2 separate regions of the Xenopus laevis genome follow, and region 1 is linked to region 2. The links are chromatin contacts, called in public Hi-C maps. All regions are on one chromosome and are shown on one strand. The core of a region is the stretch at or near the end of the contact, and the rest is flanking DNA. Distances in the headings are between cores, read along the strand shown.

Region 1 (2,990 bases), core at 238-2,737, 64 kb before region 2:
TTAAAAATTGATCCTTTTATTGGTTGCTGTGAGTTAATACACCTGGGCACAAGTAGTGCCTTCCAAAATTCATGGGGGTAAGTGTTCCGCTGAACTGAATCCAGACTAAGGAGTTGGCTAAATCTGAATCCTGCAAAATGTGCTGTAATTCAGATGAATGCCAGATGAAATCCTGTATTTGGTGTACCCATAACATAAAGATCATTTCAGTGGTGTAACTACCGGGAGAGCAGGGGTGCAATTGCACCCGGACCCACTACCCCTCGGGACCTGCCAGAGATCATGCCGCAGCAAACACGGTAAGGAAACCACTTGTCTGCAAGAGGAAGAGGGTAGTTAGGTAACTGGCTCATTTATTTTATTAGGAGCAGATGCACAAACAACTTATCAAATTGTGGGCTGTGTACACCTTAGGGCATTATGTACAGAGCAAATTTATGCAAGAAAACCCTGTAATCAAAACTGCTGCTCCTATAGCCACTTAATGTTGCCTGACTTGCACTGCAAGCAACTGAAGTTCAGCAACTTATAAAGTAGGGACAATTATACTCAAATATGTTCAATTCACTGACGTGCCAGATGCAATTATACTGGAATTATAGGAAATAAAGTTCAATTATGATTACAATTGAAAAATACTTACTTGGTTTTACTTAGCAATTTAACACAGCCAAAAACAAAAATAGGTATGTACTGAATCCAGGATGCAGCCACTAGTTGCATGATTTGATCAAAATCTGTTCACCAAACCAAATTTGAAACTTTTAAGTCATGTGACTTAAGAGCCAACTTCTGAAAAAATTAAATGCAATACATTTTTTGTTTAATTATTTTTTTCAATTTCTATATTCTAGATGTGTAAATTTGTTTACTACAAAAAATCTGACAACCACTACAGGAAAGGGCCTCCTGCATCAGGATCAGTAGCATGTGCTGAATCTAACTACTGACCATGTACCAGGCTCCATTAAAAAAACAAATCACATGGTCCTATTACAGGCATTGTTTATAGCTGCAGGAAAGTCACCTTTTGTACACATTTTAAAAGATCTAATAAAAGAAATGTGTCCAAAAACAAATGATTAATGATGTGCTAATATGAGGGATGTGGACTGCTCTGTTTACAAGATTCCAATGAAACTGCCAGAAGCCACTAATAGACATTTTCATTTAAAGTGAAAATAATACTGATTGCAACCCGATTACCACATTTTATATTTCTCTGGCAATAAAGAGCATACAAAAAACATTTGTCTTCATTTGATATGATACAGTCTGACTCCTTGAGAGCATTTGACTATTTTATACCTCTTTGCTGATCCCAGACACCCTCTTGCTTTCCAAGCCCCTTCGTGCTAGGTTTAGCAGATAAAACCACACATCATCCATGGGTGTCATGTCGGAGGGGAGACAGGAATGGCTGCAGATCCATTCTACATACAGACCCCTTGGAATTAAATCAGAGCAGCTGTGTGCCTCAAAAAAACTTTACAGATCTCTATCTACACCCCTCCCCAAGCCAGCTGACTGACAAGATTTAGGGTAGGGCGATGAATTTAACCTCTTCAGCAAACACTATATAATTCACACTGGTCTCCTGGCACAGTATAAGCACATACCCATTCTGAAAATATTAGCCATTAGAGTACAATAACCCTTCAAAATCCCAAAAGCAAATTTTTGTCATTTTCTGGTCATATCTGTTATCCCCAAGCAACATAAATGTCTCCAAAATAATAATTACTCCAGCGTATATTGGATGTGAGAAGTATGAAACATCCGAATGAGGGAGGCTTCACCAAACCTGTCAAAGAGGGGTGTAGACCCCTCCCCCAAAAAAACATGTACTGTTTAGTATAAGACTATCCTGTGCAAGAGTCAAATGCAGAAGAGCAGTGTACTCCCCTCTTCCTCAGCTGGAAAAGCTAAAACAAAAGGAAAACACTAAACTCTAGAAGAAAAACATTGCCTCCAGCCTCCCATCAGATACTTGTGTTTAAAATCCAGTGAGGGTGAATTGGCAAAAAAGGTGTTTTATCCCATACAGCCACCTAGTAGGCAACCGCCTCCCTAACGCTGACACGCTAGTCAGGGGCCCACAGGTAACTATATAGTAAATACAGCCCTACATAGCAGGACACTTGTATGGTTATATATAGTATGCAGAAAACACATTTTCAATAAATAATCAAATGAATTTGACATAATGCATGCATCTGAGAATTAAACCTGGGCTGCAATGGTTACTTTTGTTTTTGAAGAAAAATCAATGAAGCAAGTTCTGTTTTCAATTTTATATGATAGCGAATTGTATCTTCCAACTGGCCCAACACAACTAAGACTCAGTCTACCAACTGTGCTCCTTTATTCAGAACAGGGATATCCAAGGTCAGCCTCTCAGCTGTCGTATAACTAAAGCAAATGTTTCTTTTTTTTTCAATCTCTAAATGGCTCTGTGCTTTGTTTTTTGCCGTGTCTAATGAATTTGTGGGCAGTTATATGTCATTAAAAAATGATATCAACCAGAAGCTTTTTCTAGAAAAATGCAGATAACAAACTGCAGAGAACTATTGCTGATAGCTTCCTAAAAAAAATTCAAGTACTGCATTCACAGGCGACCCCCCTGAATATTTTAGCAGTCAAATTTGCTAACATACTCGGGGGAATGTAATAAAAGTTATGCCTCTGGGCGAACAAATTTTGCTTTGTGCTAAATTAATATAGCTTTTGTTTTAGCGACCACTTCCGACACTGGAAGACCATTTGCAAATTTTATAGTTTGCGCCAATGCGCAGTAAATGTAATAAAACTTCTTACTGAAAAAGTCGTTATGTTTGCTCCAAAAGATTATGACACTTTCAAGCACTTCGTAAGAGTGCGCAATTAAAATTCGCAATACGCAAAAATTCGCAATGTAATAACAGTTTAAGGAACAATATTGCATTGCGAGATTTAATTACATTCCCCTGACTGTGTTTTGTCCAGCAACA
Region 2 (2,994 bases), core at 376-2,875:
GCTGTGCCAGACACTTCACCATCGTTGCACCCTCTTCTGCAATATTTCCACCATTGGTGTCCCCACTGCAGTTCCACCAGCTCATTGGTTTGGTGCAAACACAGAGCATTCCTGTCAGTTTGTCCATAGTACTACAACAAAAGGTATCACATTCAACCCAATTTTTTCATATAAGGGCATTGACGTGCCAGGTGATTACAAACATGGCACCAAAGTGCTCGGTTCACTTCTGTATTAATCTCTTGCTGTAATTTGTGTGGTCTACTTTTCCAGGCAATAATTGCCTGATGTTAGGGCAAAGACATATGGGGTGACTTGGAGCAACAGCAGCTCCAGAATAGCACTGTGTATTTTATCCATGTTGGCTTGTATTTCTTTGGATGGGAGGGAAACTTTGGCGATCAGTTGCTGCGATCTGGGTTTTTAAAACTCGCAGCGACTGATCGCCACAGTTTCCCTCCCATCCAAAGAGATACAAGTAACCACAAGAAAAATACACAGTGCTATTTCAAGCTGCTGTTTCTCAAAGTCGCTGCCAGACCTTTTTTTTTTGAGCGAGTAGCCGTAAAATCCATACAATAGGGATTTTAATCCAGTTTTAAAAAACGCAGCAACTAATTGTCTTGTGTGTCATTATGTAACATCAAAGTGTTTTAAGTAATGAATAAATAATGAAGTGTTGCCCTGCACTGGTAAAACTGGGTTGTTTGCTTCAAAAAGACTATTATAGTTTATATAAACAAGCTGCTTTGTAGCCACGGGGCAGCTATTCAAGCACATGACAAATAACAGATAACAGATAAGCTATGTAGAATCGCATTGTATACTACAGGGCTTATTAGCTGCGTAACCTGTGCCTTTTCTTATTTTTCAACTTTGAATGGCTGCCCCCACAGCTACCCAGCAGCTTGTTTATATATACCAGGGGTCCCCAACCTTTTTAACTCGTGAGCCACATATAAATGTAAAAATGAGTTGGAGAGCAACACAAGCATGGAAACGTTTGTCTATGGGGATGTCAAATAAGGGCTATTATTGGCTGTTTGGTAGCCCCTATGTGGTCTGGTAGCCTACAAGAGGCTCTGTTTGGCAGTACACCTGATTTTTATGCAACAAAAACTTGCCTCCAAGCCTGGAATTCAAAAATAAGCTCCTGCTTTGGCGCCACTGGAGCAACATCCAAGGGGTTGGTGAGCAACATGTTGCTCGCGAGCTACTGGTTGGGGACCACTGATATATACTATAGTACAGTTGCTGAAGCAAACACACCAGTTTTACCAGTGCAGGCCAACACTGCATTATATTTTAAATAATTGAATACACTTTCAGTTGTTGGTGTTACTCAGGGGTCCCCAAACTTCTTTACCCGTGAGCCACATTCAAAAATAAAAAGAGTTGGGGAGCAACACAGGCATGCAAAAACTTCCTGGGGTGCCAAAATAAGGGCTGTAATTGGCTATTTGGTGGCCCCTATGTGGACTGGCAGCCTACAAGTGGCTCTGTTTGGTAGTACACCTGTTTTTTATGCAACCAAATCTTGCCTCCAAGCCTGGAATTCAAAAATAAGCACATGCTTTGAGGCACTGGGAGCAACATCCAAGGGGTTGGTGAGCAACATGTTGCTAGCGAGCTATTGATTGGGGATCACTGGTGTTACTGTTCCTTTAAGCTGATTTCCAAATAAGCCCATGGGAGTAGTTTCTTCCTAGCAAAAGGCTAAATCATGTTATCATATGGGTATTTCCTTACAATAGGTGTATCCTGGACTCATCTCGCCATCTAGTGGGAAGTTTTTGGTAGCACAGTGCTCAACAAAATGAAAAGCACCAGCATTTGAAAATGGCATTCATTTTTGAAAGACAATTGGCAATTGGGTGTGTTTGTTTGTGTGTGTGTGTGTGTGGGGGGGGGTGTTTTTTACCTGTGTCTAATCCTTGGTCTGTCATCATTAAACCTGCCTCTCATGGAAGATCATGGTCTCATCGAAGATCCCTCTGTAACCTAGCCTTCATTTGGAAGTCTCTTTTGATGCAAAGAAAGGAACAAAGATCTTGCACTACTCTAACAATACATATATGATCAGAATACGATTCTGGGTGGAAGGGCCCCTTACAACTGTGTTCCCATGATAGATGCACGTGTACAAGCAGCTTTGTTTACCTAATATGAGGATGAGTCCTTGGAAACATTGCTATGGCTGTTTAGAAACAAACCACAAACATATTGTATGGAGTACTGTGGCTCTAATTCCCAAAATGCAAATTAACTGACTTTATGCAGCAATGACAATTTTTGAACTGGGACTGGAAACATGGTTGTCTTTAGTACCTGGGGAGCACAGCCCCCCAGGAAGGATTATATAGTCTGTGGTTGCCCTCCAGGTGAGCTACATTATTTCCCTTATTTCTGTGATAATAAAGTAATCCCTTGAACTTCATATTAACTAAGCTGCATAAATCCATATTGGTGTCAAAACAATCCTATTGGTTTTTTTTAACGTTTAAATCATTTTAAGCAGACTTCAGATATGGTTATGGAAAGATTCCTTAGCTGGAAACCACAGGTCCCAAGAATTCTGGAAAATAGAGCCTATAAACCACCTTTTTCTTTATAATCGGAGTGCCGCCTGACGCGTTTCGGGAGCAACTCCCTTAATCATAGGCTATAATTAAGGGAGTTGCTCCCAAAACGCGTCAGGCGATGTCAGTCTCTGACCTGTTGAAATAAACCACCTCTTTCTTTTTAATCGGAGTGCCGCCTTTCCAATTTTTTTGCAAGTCTGATTACAGTGAGAGCACTGGTGGTTGAGCACCCGATAGAGCAGAATGGAGCTGTATTAATTATACACACAGGAGGTGAGTCTGGAGCGGCCAATCCCCCCCTCTTTCCACTTCATATGTTAATAGAGCCTATATCTGTATTTGCTTAAAATTGGCTCTATGGGAAATAGTCTTCCTGTAATCTTTATTCTTCCTGTAACTATTTATTCTTGAT

Evidence for each region. Hi-C and Micro-C count contacts between places; a contact is called where the count stands out from the background.
Region 1: a contact with region 2 is called in a Hi-C map of the XL177 cell line, with 1.9 times the contacts expected there. The contact joins the promoter of phldb1.S here to the enhancer-like site in region 2. A contact is called at or near these places in 2 of 4 Hi-C or Micro-C datasets (the XL177 cell line and the XTC cell line).

Annotation. Positions count from the first base shown.
Region 1 is chr7S:70,153,259-70,156,248 of Xenopus_laevis_v10.1, reverse strand. phldb1.S (pleckstrin homology-like domain, family B, member 1 S homeolog) reads right to left here and starts at 1,487. Exons shown (of 15, transcript NM_001096127.2): 1 at 1,309-1,487. The coding sequence starts at 1,398.
Region 2 is chr7S:70,089,607-70,092,600 of Xenopus_laevis_v10.1, reverse strand. No RefSeq gene overlaps it. Among protein-coding and RNA genes, the nearest start is that of h2ax.2.S, 17 kb to the right of the region's middle. Within about 2 kb of position 1,625, at least 1 of the 7 cell types and tissues checked has an H3K27ac peak or open chromatin away from gene starts, as enhancers often do.